Regions from separate parts of the Hordeum vulgare genome. Here regions 1 and 2 are each linked to region 3. Evidence: chromatin contacts called from public Hi-C data. All regions are on one chromosome and are shown on one strand. Each heading gives the region's core, a stretch centred on a gene start, on an enhancer-like site or on the middle of the called end of the contact. The rest is flanking DNA. Distances are from core to core; before and after follow the strand shown. Region 1 holds the start of LOC123449148 (nucleolar protein dao-5-like). Region 2 holds the start of LOC123446699. Region 3 holds the start of LOC123449150 (UDP-glucuronate 4-epimerase 3-like).

Region 1 (4,581 bases), core at 454-2,953, 400 kb before region 3:
CTGCTGTGATTCTTGAAGCAACAAGTTGGTTTAAATACCCTGTACAAGGTACCATTATACCTAGTTGGGTAGGTACAAAAAAAGATACCGTGTTTCATAGATGTGGTATCTCACCAGAATGCAGCCATTTCACTATCGGGCACCTGCTCATAGAGTGATTCATAAAATATCCTCAGTGGATCCCTCTGTAACAAGAAGGAAAAGGATTATTGCTCCGCATGAAAGGAATCAGAACATATCAGATAGTGAGATGTCATAATGGTTATACTTCAGGAGGAGGATCATGTTTCTGCCCTGGCAATTCATACACCTTCCTCTCCTTCTTCACCGCAGCAGCCCCCTCCTTCTTCACCTCAGCAGCCCCCTCCTTCTTCACCCCAGCAGCCTTCTTTTCAGCTTTCTTGATACCAACTTCCTTCTTTATTTTCTTTTCCTCCTTCAACGAATCAAGATGATAATTTAGCAACTAAACAAACAACAAACATAAATCACGAAAATGGCATACCTTTGTATCATATTCATCTTTTGGTTTCTTAGTCTTGGAGACCTTGGGCTTACTCGCAGCTGCACTTCTCTTCTGTGATTTTGGCTGAAATATCCACACCTACTAACCTCAACAATAGAATTCAACGAAAATAAATCTGGAACAAGAGAAGAATAATTGCAACCTTGCATTCATCATCGGAACCGGTTTCTTCTTTCTTTACTTTAGAAGTCTTCACCTTGCTATTGCTAGTGCTTTTCTGCTTCTCATTTCCCTAAAAGACAGAGCAATGTTATCTTTATACTAGGCAAGAAAGACTGGAAGAAACCAGTAGATAAAATCTAAAACATCTCCCAGTTGAAGGTAATTTTCCCATAAGAAAATAAAATAAAATGGATATGCTATGAATCAATGTTCGTAGCTTGAACAGACCACCCTCCCGTTTTTAGCCTAATTGAAAACGTTGTACGGAGACATGTCCAGATCTAAGAAAAGAATTGGCCTACGCGTTTACGAATCCTCAGCGATTGACAGTAGGCTCATAAGAAATACAAAAATATCAATCAATTCAATCAATAAAACAATTGGAACAAACCTTCTTGGCCCTTGAACTCGAAATCGGAGTGTACTCATATTCGTCCTCGTCGTCGTCGTCTTCTTCTTCCTCCTCCTCGTAATCCTCCTCGTACTCCATCTTTTTCTCCTTCTTTGCACCCCCATTGCTCGCCTTTTTGGCCCGAGAACGCGCAAGCGGAACGTCGTCATCGTCGTCCTCCTCCTCCTTCTTGACCTTGGAGGCACTCGCCGCGCTCGCTTTCTTCTTGGGTCGAGAGAAGGCCAGCGGCACGTTGTCCTCGTCGTCTTCGTCATCCACTTCCTTCTTGAGAGGATTGTGCAGCGTCGCGGTTCCTGCGGAAAGCGCGGCGGCGGCGTCTTCTCCGGCCATTGCTGCGGTGGTGGTGAGGCGAGGGTTTCGGCTTTTCGCGGTCGGTTTTGGGGGGGAAATGGGAGAGAGACCCGAGGGGCCGAGCTGGTGGACAAGGAGGAATAACGACAGAGGATTTAGACGGAGGGATGAAGGATGCCCTCACCAGCGCCGGCGGTCGGATGGCGGCGCTGGGGCGCTTGCGCCTATCGGCCGATGGGGAATAGGCAGAGGCGGCGGCGCTTGCCCTCCGTGGTCCGGAGGAAGGAAAGAGCGGAAGGGGTTCAATCCCGGATGACCAAAGGCCGTATTAATCTGGGCTAGCGAGAAATAGTCTGATTCCTTCCGGGCCGCCACTATGATTCAAGTTGGGCCAGGCGGGCTTCGACGGCCTGGACTGCCGAAGGGGAAAGGCAAATCCCCGCGTGCTCTTTTGAGGCAGAATGTCGACCGCACGCACAGACTCCTGAGAGCTTGTTCGGTTCTTGGAGAATTGAAGGGGTTGGGAAGGGATTGGGAGGGATTAAATCTCCTACAAGTCAAATTTCACCTTAATCTCTTCCAATCCTCTTCAATCCCCTCCTGTCTGGGATTAACCGAACAAGGCCTGAGTAGGCGGTCCAAAAAAAGACTCCGCTCAACAGGGTTTGAACCTGAGACCACACACTTCGAAGAAGTACGGCTAGCCAATCGAGGTAGAGAGTTACCCGGTTTATAACGCAGCGCAAAATATTGAGAACAAAACCTAGCACACATCCAAACACTTTTTAAATTTTGTATGCAAAATGTTATTTTGAGAAAAAAAACGTGAAGGTTGTATGAAATAGCAAACATTTATAGAAAATGCTGAATAAATTTTGAAAAACTCAACCAATTCGAAAAATGCAAACGGGATTTTTTCTAAAATTCTCCCAGAAATAGAAAACGTGAATGTTTTTTTGAAATCAGAATAATTTTCAAATTCTAAAAAATGGATATGTAAACATTTTTCTAAAAATGGGAACCTATTTTGAAACTCCCCAAAAAAACTTGAAAACATGAACAGTTTTAAAGACTTGCGTACATATTTTGAAACTCCCGAACAAAAATTCAAACATGAACCTTTTTAGGAATTTGCGAACAATTCGTTAAATGGAAATATTTATTGAAACTCTCAACAAAATTTGAAAACATGAACATTTTTAGAAAATTTGTGACAAATTGTGAAATGGAAAGATATTTTGAAACTCCCAAACAAAAATTCAAATATGAGCATTTTTTGGAATATGTGAACAATTCTTTAAATTGAAACATTTACTGAAACTCCCAACAAAACTTGAAAACATGTACATTTTTTTAAATTGGTGATCAAATTCAGAAATGAGAAGGTCTTTAACTAAAGTAGCGATCTAGATGCTCTTATATTAGCTTATAGAAGGAGTAGATTTTTCTGAAAAATGATCATTTTCTATAATATGGAAATATTTTTTAAATCTCCCAAAAATTTAATACATGAATATTTTTTTTGAAACCGGAACATTTTTAAAATTCACATAAAAATTGGGATATGGAAATATTTTTGAAAAATGGAAACATTTTTTGAAACCCCCGAACAAAACTTGAAAACATGAACAATTTTTAAAATTTGGAACTCCCAAACAAAAATTCAAACCTTATTTTTTTTGGAATTTGTAAACAATTCTTTAGATGGAAACATTTATTGAAACTCCTAATGAAATTTGAAAATATGAACATTTTTTAAAATTTGTGAAGAAATTTTGAAATGAGAAAAAATAAATTAAACAACCCAACATAATTTGAAAACATGAAAAAAAATGTATAGCTTTTCTTTAAGACCAAACTTTTATATAATATGGGAACATTTTTTAGAACACAATAAAAAAATTGAACTCGTCAACAAAAATCAATAACAAGCATATTTTCGTAATTTCTAATATTTTTAGAATTTTAGAAAAGAAATAGAAACTCTTAAGAGCAAAAAGGAAAAAAAAAATGATAATTGAAAAATCAAATAAAGAAACAAAAAAACGAAGCAAGAAAAAGAAGCAGAAAAACGAAAAACAAAAAACAAAGAAAAAAAGCAATGAAAACGCAGTTCAAGAACCTTATAGGATGTTCCCAGAACCGGACTGAGTAGCTCGTGCGCTATCTCGTAATTGGGTCAGCTCATCGTGATCGTTATGTCGTTTGCCTCCATGCGAAGCAGAAACGCGTTAGATAGAATATTTCGTGGTAGGCCGCGCCAATTCCTCGTGTTACGAGTGAGACGGGTATCAACTATCTGATGAGCGTTCCTTCGTAGCCTCTCAAGGGTCAGTTTCACGCGTCGTCACTTACGTGTTCTCAACCGTCGTCACATGTTGCATTCAAAGCGTTTTCTTTGGATTTTCTATTTTCTTTTCATGCGTTTTAGCTTTTTAAATAGTTTTACCGGGTTTTTTATGTTTAAGTTTTCCAACTGTCTTTATCAGCTTTGGACTGAAAATTATTTTAAAAAATAGAGAAAAAGCATGTTTTTTCCTTTTTCAAGAAGCATGCTTTTATTTTGCAAGAAACAAGGATTTGCTTTCATAAGAGGCACGATCTCTTGGAAACGAAAAAACAAAAAAAAATCTTGAGAGGCACGAATTTGCTTCCGCAAGAGACACGACCGTGCCTATCAAAAACGAAAAAATGCATTTTTTTTCTTTTCGATAGGTTTTACTTCCGTGAGATGCATGAATTTGCTTCCACGAGAGGAATGACTCTGCCTCTCGGAAATGGGAAAAATGTGATTTTTGATATTGTTTTTTCTTGTCAGAGGCATGATTTTATTTCCACGAGAGACACGGCAATGCCCCTCAGAAATGGAAAAAACACGTTTTTTTTCTTTCACAAGATGCATGGTTTCGCTTTTGTGAGAGGCACATATTTGCTTCTGCGAGATGTGCCTCTCAAAAACGAAAAAACATTTTTTTCTTTCTCGAGAGGCACGCTTTTTCATCTTATTTTTCTTGAAAAAAATCATCATCTGGAATTTAGTTTGAAGATCTATACGCGAGAAATCTAACGGCGAAAACGGTTGGAGATTTGGACAAACGGTTTAAAAGATAAAATGTTTTGAAATAATGGATCTACGGAAAAAAGGAAAACGCTTGGTTGTGACAAGTGGCACACATTGTGACACCCCGAG
Region 2 (4,949 bases), core at 566-3,065, 260 kb before region 3:
TACAACACAAAGGCTAGGTGTTGTAAAACGGCCAGCTGCGCGCCAACCCCAACCGTCACTTCCCTCCCTTTCCTTCTCCCCACCTCCCACCGCGCGACCGCCGCCGCCATCTAGATCCGACACCGGCCGGTCGAACGACGCCCGCGCGACCGCCCCCGCGACAGATCCGGCGCCGCCGTCCACCCCGCAACCGCTTCCCCCAATTTCCGGTCGCCGCTCGTGGCCCGACGTCGCGAATCGACCGCTCCGTCGCCACCGTCTCGATTCACCGTCGCCGGTCGCTCGCCTCTCCCTCGCGCCCATCGGCTGTCACCCGCCGCCCTCTCCACCGCGCCCACGGCCTCGATTCGCCGTCGCCGAGTCGCCTCTCCGTCGCCGCCCGCCATTGCTTCGTCGTCATCGCCATGCCGCCGGGTAAGACCCCCAAGAGCAAGACGGGGTTCTTCGGCGTGAGGGAGAAGCCCTCCGGCAACTACGTGGCGGAGTTCACTAACGCCGCCCGCTCTTTTTGGCTCGGCACCTACCCCACCGTCCACGAGGCCGCGTGTGCCTACGACGCGGCGGTGTGGCGTGCCGGGAGGCCGAGGAAGGACCTCAGCTTCCCGGGGATCGAGACCAAGGCGGCTGCGGAGATGCTCGTGCCGGAGGGCATCCACATGGAGGAGATCACGGCGAAGAAGAAGATCAAGAAGAAGAGGCCCGTCGTTGTCATCACTTGCGGCGAGAGTGACGAGGTCGCGATGATGAGGTTTGCACGTGAGCATCCGAAGTACGTGCAGACCGAGCAGGAATTCTACTGAAAGCGCCATGCCGAGCAGAAGAAGAAGATCAAGGAGGAGGACGAGGCCGGACCCTCGACGGTGATCCCTATCGAGTCCTTGGAGGAGGAATGGGGTGGTTGGGGGAGGTGGTGGAGGAGGAGGAGGAGGACGACGACGACGATGATCCGAGCAACGATGAGTTCTGGGATCGGCTCGTGAGATCCGACGACGATGAGTAGATGTAGTTGTAGCAAGGATGAGTTCGAACTAGTAGTACTATTGTAGTAGATGAATCTAGTATCTCGAGTTAAACTAGTAGTACTATGTTTAATTATGTTTGGAATGAAGTAGTTCAATTTTCTATGTTTGAAGTATGCATTTAAAATAAAATAGTAGTTTAAATTTAGTTTTACAACACCATTTACAACATCTATTGAAGTTGGAGTTTTACTGCACGAATATACAACATCTGTTGGAATTGGTCGATTTTTTATGATATAAAAAGCATTTTTTTAATGTTGTAAATTATACAACACCTAATATACAACATCAAAATATACAATATCTAATGGAGGTGCTCTTAGAAGATCCGGTGCGCGGTCAGTCTCACTTTCCCTCACCTTTAGGCCTAAATCAGGGCCGAGCCTTAAGCCTGAATTATTGGACCGTGGGAATAATACTTGTCTACTTGAATGGACAGTCCAGAAAGCTCCACTTTAACATTCCGACTAGACTAGCGTATCGGACAGACCGTTCTACGAATACTCACACCTTGTCCCTCCACCTCATCAATTACTCTTCACTCCACCCCCACATATCAGCATCACAAGTTATACTATGCGAAGAAAGAATATCATCGTGTTCCCAAACATACATCATGTTACACGTAAAGCTAATGATAATCGCGTTTTCTCTGAACCTCTCCCCGCCACGCGTACACCACCACCCGCAGCACAAAGACTTTTTTTGGGTTGCTGTTTTGCTGATGGGGACGTCCACTGGGAGCTCATCATGCTGTGATACCTGAAGCAGACAGCGCCAAATCCCGTCCCATTTAGACCACTCGATTGATCACTCTGCCCCCATTAATCTCGTAGCACGGGTCCAGCCGTCCAGGTGAGTAATCTATTCACCAAAGTCCACAAGCCCACAGGCTCCGCTCCACGCACGAGCTTTCAATCCATCCGCCTCCTCCGCCGGGCGCGCCAGGCCACAGCCACACTCGCAACACGCTAGCAGTTACGCGCCCCACTTTCCCCACGTCGCAGGCCAAGCAAACACCAGCGAGAGCGAGGCAAGGCAAAGAAGCAGCCGGGCAGCCATGTCGTACTACGACCGGCGCGGGGAGTCGTCGGTGCTGGAGGCGTTCACGCTGTCGCCGCTGCCATACCCGGTGATCCTGATCCTGATGATGGTGACGCTGCTGCTGGGGGTGTCGTGGTTCTTCTCCTACGAGGACTTCATGGAGGAGGCGTCGGAGCAGTTCAGCTGGATCCTGCTGGGCGTGCCCATCGCGCTCGTCCTCCTCATCCGCTGGATCTCCTCCGTCGACACCTTCGAGGGCTACTTCGGCTTCTACCCCAGCGAGAGCCGCTGGAGGGGCTACCCGGCCGCGCCCTCCGAGGGCAGCTCCCCATGGGGCGTTGCCATGGTCGTCGTCCTCCTGCTCGTCCTCGCCAGCTTCCACTCCACCTTCCGGGACATGTGGAAGCCTTGATCCTCGATGCTCCGACTGATACCTCGTATGTACTACGTGTGTGTGTATGTATGTATGTGATTCCATCGTATCAATCCATGTAGTAGTACACAGTATGAATGATTGTTGCTTCAAGGCGGTTGCTGCACCTGCGCCATGCCTTTCCTCCTGTACATAGATGAAGAACGTTATATTCTGCTAGCTGAAAGTTATAGAGCTTGAGTGTTGCTCATCTGTACCGGTTCTTGTTCTATCTTTTACTGAATGAATCAATAGGTTTCTGTCGGAAAACTTACTCTCATCTGCGGCACCTTATAATCAATCATTCTGTCGAAATATTTGATGTCCTTCCTTCTTCATCAACGTATACATGTCTTTTTTCTTCCTTTTCTTAAACCGGGTTACGCTTGGTGGGAGCAATCATAGACAGAAGCTTCACAAAGGAAGGTACGAACGGTGGGACACAGTGGGTAGACGAAACACGATAAGGGGCATAGAAGACTAGAGAGTTCTGGGAGACGCGGGCAATCATGACACTTGTTCGTTTGGGTAGTTTCCCTCTGCGAACGTATCTCGGCCCGTAGCCACAATCTTGTCCTGTCGTCCGCCTGGTGCTGGTGGTGCTAGGAAGATTGCCGACGCCACGATGACAAACATGGGCAAAGATAAGGAGAGGTTGTTGGTCCGTCAAAGGATATCACTTGTACGTATGTGCAATTCTGCATGACGCACAGAAACCTTGTTAGACATGAGAAAGATCCCGAAAAACCTGCAGGTACCACTGGGATTGCGCAACCATGTTGTCGTGGGTATAAGCCTGACAGTAGATGTGTAGGGTACGAAGGAGATGGGCAGAGTCCTAGCTACGGCGAGGTTGTATGAGTTCAGGCCCCTCTGCGGTGGAGGTAACAACCCTACGTCTCAGTGCTCTCGGAGCTTGTTACCGAGTGTGATATGGAGTACAAAGATTTGCTAACCCTTTTACCAGTGGGGGAGGACGGCTTATATAGAGTGCGCTGTCCTTCACAACGGTTCTGATTCAAGGGTGGAGTAGTGGCGATTGAATGCATACGTTACATGTAACGTATGCTCTAAATGCTAGTAAATGCGCTCGGAAACGTACAGCAGTTTCCCTCCAGAGAGGTTACGGCGCACCGAGTGTATCCAGTGGATAGGCCCGGTGTTCTCCGAATGTTAGTCTCCGACTGGATGATTCCGGGCCTGCTACCGACTGGATGATGGGGGACCTTAATTTAGTCGGGGCGTACTTAAGGTCCTGTCCCTTGTGTGGGGTAGTCCTTGGGTAGGACGTGTAGGGCAGGCCTATGACCCTACCCTAGGACTATGACCCCATCATTAGTCCCCGAATGGATTGGAGTTGAAACGTCGAAACAGTGCTTGAGGTTCAGATCTGACTGAACTAGGTTCGGCTTGGGCATTGCTTGCCCTTATCCATTTTATCTCTCTCTCGACCAACGCTCCGAGTGGAAGTGCTTGCGAAACAGACTGTCGGGAACCGAGTGCTTCCACGCGACTGGTCAACTGACAGCGGCGGATTTTCCGGGATCTCAAATTTCGGGTTCCGCACGCTTAGCGGGGACGACGTCAACGCGCTCGAGTAGCGCCTGACTCCTCGATCCTCGCGCCTTCAACTCCTCCACTGATATCGTCGCGGCCGGTTGGGCAGATAAGATTTCGGGCCCGCTCTCCAGCGACCCAGTCGGTGCTCTATTTAACTCTGGGCGACGAGACCTTTCGGTTACGCTCGTCGAATCCTTTGCTCTTGCTTGCTCCGTCTTCCTTGCCACCTCCTGCGCCTATACGCCCTTCTCTTCCCCTCCTTCTCGAGAGCTCACCGTCGCCGCCATGACCAAAGGCCAGACCAGCAAGATGGAGGCGAGGAAGAAGAAGAAGACCAAGGCGGCGGCTGCTCAACGGCGGCAGCGGCCGTTGCCGGCAGGGTGGATCCAGGGAGACTTTCTCCCCTCCACGGTGACGGAGGGGGACCTGCTGGAGCTGGTAGAGCATGGCAAGCTCGTGCATAAGTCCTGGAGGCTGCCGGCGGACGACGAGGTCGAGCCGGCGCCACGGGAGGGGGAGCGCGTCTTGCTCCTCAGCCATGTTCACAGAGGTTTCTCTCTGCCCCTGCATCCTTTCTTCAAAGGTATCATGAATCATTTTGGTGGTCAACTCCATCACTTCCCTCCGAATGCCATCGCCCACCTTTCTGCCTTCATTGTTTTGTGCGAGTGCTTTATCGGTTGCCCCCCCATTGGGGTTTATTCAAACATATCTTCTCCGCCCGCTCTCAAACCATCAAATGTCTTAGTCAGTCGGATGACAAGACGCATCTCCTCCAGCTCTGCGGGGGTTTAGGGTTTCAAAAGAAGAGTCGGAGCAGCTACCCTGCTCTCCAGTTGAGCGAGTCGGTTAGGAACTGGCAGTCGACGTGGTTCTACTGCCAGGACATAGCCTGTCCGAACGCGTCGACT
Region 3 (4,378 bases), core at 486-2,985:
TGATACACACCGTCAGAAGAGGGCCATCCAGAAACTGAATAGTCAGTCATCTTGCGCTGCTGCTCGTGCTGCCGTTCCGACCACGTGAACCCTTGCCGTTGCTACTGCCATGCTGCTTCTGCTTCACAGCCAACTCAGGATTGTAGTACTCAAGATACCACCGCACAAACTTCTTGAGCCCTGTTTGGAGATCAGTGGATGGCCGGTACCCAAGCTCCCGCTGTGCAAGGCTGATGTTGGCATGCGTGTAGGGCACATCCCCATTCCTTGGCATCTTGACAACCCTCCTCACAGCCTTCACCTTGAGCATCTTCTCCAGTAAATCCACAAGCTGTGTCACCGGCACTGGAGAAGTGTTCCCCAAATTGTATGTCCTGAATGGCGCTGGCCCTCGCTTCTTGCCGCCGCTGCCTGTGCTCCGCCCAGCTGTATCCAATGCCCCAATACATCCTTTCACAATATCATCAATGTAGGTGAAATCCCTGGAAATGGTGGTCTGGTGTGTGCCTCCACCGGAGCTCTCATAGACCGTGATTGGCCGACCAGCAAGAATATCCCGGGTGAAGAAGAAGTATGCCATGTCGGGGCGCCCCCACGGCCCATACACAGTGAAAAACCGGAGCGCGGTGAGCGAGAGCCCATAGATGTGGTTGTAGACATGAGCGATCTCCTCACCGGCCTTCTTGGTGGCCGCATAGAGAGACGCGGGTCGGTCCGTCCTGTCATGCTCGGAGAAAGGCACATGGGAGTTGAGCCCGTACACCGAAGACGAGGATGCCCAGACGATCGCCGGCTGCGGGTCCGCGGCGCGAGCCGCCTCGAGCAGCGCGACGAGGCCAGCGACGTTCGCCCGCACATACGACATGGGGTCAACGAGCGCGTGGCGCACGCCCGCCTGGGCCGCGAGGTGCAGGACGTGCGTGAAGGGCGCGACGTCGAAGAGCTTGGCGAGGAGCTCGGCGTCTGCGATGTCGCCGTCGACGACGTAGACCCCTGAGCGCGCGAGCAGCGCGGCCCGGCCGCGCTTGAGGGCGGGGTCGTAGTAGTCGTTGAAGTTGTCGAGGCCCAGGACGCCGTCGCCGCGGCGGCGCAGCGCCGCGGCGGCGTGGCAGCCGACGAAGCCCGCGGCGCCGGTGACGAGGACGGAGAGGCCGGCGCGGCCGCCGGGGCGCCTGGCGCGGGCGGAGGCCCGCACCTTCTTCTCCCACGCGGCGCCGCCCCATGCGGCGGCGGAGTCGGGGTGGGCGTGGAGGGAGCGGCGCGGCGAGTCGGGGGAGGCGCGCGGGGAGGGGGCGGAGGAGGGGGCGAGGAGGAGGAAGGCGAGGAGCAGCGAGAGGGAGCAGACGGACCAGAAGGCGAGCTTGGAGAGGAGCGAGGGCGGGTGGTGGTGGCGCGGGGCCAGGCGGTGGTGGTGGTGGTAGTGGTGGAACTGCGGCTTGGCGGGCGCGGCGCCGGCCGCCGCCGCCGCCGAGCCGGGCGCGCCGGTCAGCTGCGGCGCCATCTCGATCTGCGGCAATGCGGGCTGCCCCCCTCCCCCCGCTGGATCTCGGGATTGGTTGGGGGCTGGGGCTGCGCTCGGGTTTGGAGGGCTTTTTTTCCGCTTCCCGTCTCTTTTCTCTTCGATTCCTACTCTCCTCGCCTCGGTTCGTTTCGGTTTCTCTTTTGTTTTGTTTTGTTTTGGGGGCCGATTTCCCCCGGCGCTACATTTGAGGAGAAATCAGCCCGTCGTGGGGATTCCTTCCTTTCCCCTCCGTTTTCTGTTTGTTTTAGATTTTCCAGGAGCCCACCCACCCAGCCAATGACCGCCTGGGCTTTCCTACTTCTGACGAATCATCATCATCGTCATCATCATCATAGTAAGTAATATAATCTCTTTCCCCTTTTCTTCTTCGTTTCCATTTCCTCATTTCGGTTGAGAAGATTGCGATGCCGGCCGACCGATGGATCCGCACTTCAAATTTCGAACGTGAAACGCTACTGGAATTACTAGATTTACGGACGCTTAGATTAGCACTATCTTCCCCTTAGGTAGTACCGTACAGTTTTTACTTTCTTCTGAAGGGGAAATTTGAGGATCAATCTGTAACCTCTCGGATAATTTTCCTTCCTTTTTTTTTTGAACAAATGTAACCTCTGCTAATAAACGCGAGATAAACTGCAAAAGTAAGCAGGCCTCCTTCATCTCATTATTAGTATTATTATCATAATAAAATGCAAAAGCAGAAATACTACATGTGATTATACACGGGTGGTTGCAAAGCAGCCGGTGTGTGTTGGTTTCTTCCTTTTGCGGCTTTTTGTAACCAGTGGATGCGTGGCAACGTGGCCCTGCCTGGCTGGCCTACAAGGAGGAACGGAAACGACTGACTTGGCTGCATCCTTTCTTGTTTGTTGTTGTTGGGGAACCTCACTCATCAGATTATTAGTGCTCCCGATCACGATCATCGCTACTAGTACTAATCCTTATCATCCGGCGGGATTTTCAGATGTGTACCGCTCCTGGGGGCCGGTCGATGGTCCTACGTACGGCCCGACCCTGCCCTACCAATGGTCGGGTCACGGGATAAGGATTGGGTTCTCGTTTCGGCCAATAGAATCGGATAGGGCACTGTCGGCACAGCTTTGTTCTCGCCGATCAGGCAGCCCCGGCCCAGTTGTTGCCTTGATCTTTTTTATGTGCTCTGCTGCGTGTATATCCGTGTCTCGCTTTGCCATCACACACGAGACACGACGACATGATCCGCAAACGGCTCATTTCGTCTTGCCGTTCTAGAAACCAGATGGAAATGTATGCATGATGATAGGTATGGCTCAACAGAAGGGGAGGAGAGAAAGAGAATGCCGTGATACGCACTCACATGGGTGCGCATAAGCTGTGCCGCTGATGCATAATGGCAATATAGCATAGTGCTTGTGAACACTATAAAATTTGGACAGTGATCGGATGCCGTTTGGCTTATACGTACAGTGAGGCTGTTGTTATTCCCCCTGATTGAAAAGAGACGGAAGGAAGGAAGGAAGGGCATCATGTGCCTTGAGTGCGTATCATTTTGACTTGGCGACGAAGCGTCTATCGGCCCAATGGGTGGCAGGTGGCGGTGCCAGAGCTCCACACTCAAGGTCAGATCACACACACAACGGGTTGAATAATCTATCTACTACCCAAGGATGCTGGTCAAGCGCGCGCAGCATTCCCGGCCGCGTCTCCAGACCTGCCACCGCACGCGAGGGGAAAGGTCGGTGCACGAACTTGTTGCCGTGGCAGCGCCGGAGCGTGGCGGGCGCACGCGGGAGACGTGCCGCGCGCGCGCTGGGGCTTGCTCGGCTGTCGTGCTCGGCTTGGCCCGGCCCGTCCGATCGTGCACGCTCTTGTCTTGGGGTAGGTGACGCCTACACGTGCGCATGCGGCCGCGCCCAAGTGATCAGAACGAGATATCCTCCGCACGTAGCGTGAATATTCGCCGCTATACGCTCCCGTCCAATAGTGTGGCCCTGGCAACCAATTGAGACCACCTCTATCCTGCATACAAGTATCGGCCCTTTCGGAAGTAGCAATGAAACACGAAGTGCTCCACCGCAAACAACCAGTACACGCTGCGTATGTCACGCACCCGCCGTCTGGCATTTTGTACTTAAAGTATAATTTAAGACAATTGGCGACCAACTGGAGTTAAACGTTATAACTTGCCAGCATGGTTCAGCTGTTCGAACAGCAGCAGCAGCAAACAACATTTCCACCATGGCAGGGCAGAAGAACGCTTTCGAAAAGAGTACAAGTTACTACTTTCGCCCCGTCTCCCCCTTGTATGTGTTAGATCAAAAGTTATTGAAACCCATCAATTCGATTCTCCACCAAGCTTTCTACATGTCACATTCTTGACCAGCAAGCAAGACCTTCTCCCACTAAAGTTACCATGGACGCAACTCTACACGGTAGCCGCCCTCAGTCCTCGATCCTATAGCAGCGTCTATTAAAGGGCAAAAGCAAAGTGTGGACACAGCAGCATGAGGCGAACCAAGCTGCACCTACAGCAATCTTCAACCAAGCCAATGACACGGTCCTCTCAAGGATCATGATAAGTAAAGCAAGCATATATCCGCTTCTAATGCCCATTTTCACGGGCCTCCTCTTCATCCGCATCCTCGAAACGCCGGTCATTGATTTGAAGCTGCACATGTAAATAACAGTATTAGTTGCAAGTCAACACAGGCACAAAGATAGTACTCCCTCCATTTCTAAATACGGAGTACAATTCTTTTGAGAGATTCCAATATGAACTACATATAGATGTATACAGACATAATTTAGAGCGGTAGTAGTTCTAGACTCATCTTTCTATATATACTCTTATAAAACTATGGGTAGGTGGCGGTATGT

What was found. A called contact is a pair of places that touch in the nucleus more often than the background predicts.
Region 1: a contact with region 3 is called in a Hi-C map of seedling, with 5 times the contacts expected there. The contact joins the promoter of LOC123449148 here to the promoter of LOC123449150 in region 3. A contact is called at or near these places in 5 of 6 Hi-C or Micro-C datasets (leaf, seedling and an unstated tissue) and 1 of 1 datasets of contacts at active chromatin or transcription factors (embryo).
Region 2: a contact with region 3 is called in a Hi-C map of seedling, with 4 times the contacts expected there. The contact joins the promoter of LOC123446699 here to the promoter of LOC123449150 in region 3. A contact is called at or near these places in 1 of 6 Hi-C or Micro-C datasets (seedling) and 1 of 1 datasets of contacts at active chromatin or transcription factors (embryo).

What each region holds. Positions count from the first base shown.
Region 1 is chr4H:500,122,541-500,127,121 of MorexV3_pseudomolecules_assembly, forward strand. It overlaps LOC123449148 (nucleolar protein dao-5-like), which reads right to left and starts at 1,704. Exons shown (of 7, transcript XM_045126252.1): 1 at 1,080-1,704; 2 at 669-758; 3 at 506-589; 4 at 269-436; 5 at 115-185. The coding sequence starts at 1,430.
Region 2 is chr4H:500,268,248-500,273,196 of MorexV3_pseudomolecules_assembly, forward strand. LOC123446699 reads left to right here and starts at 1,816. Exons shown (of 1, transcript XM_045123256.1): 1 at 1,816-2,748. The coding sequence starts at 2,083. The coding sequence ends at 2,478.
Region 3 is chr4H:500,527,288-500,531,665 of MorexV3_pseudomolecules_assembly, forward strand. LOC123449150 (UDP-glucuronate 4-epimerase 3-like) reads right to left here and starts at 1,736. Exons shown (of 1, transcript XM_045126254.1): 1 at 1-1,736. The coding sequence starts at 1,501. The coding sequence ends at 47. LOC123449151 (chloride conductance regulatory protein ICln) reads right to left here. Exons shown (of 7, transcript XM_045126255.1): 7 at 3,760-4,169. The coding sequence ends at 4,104.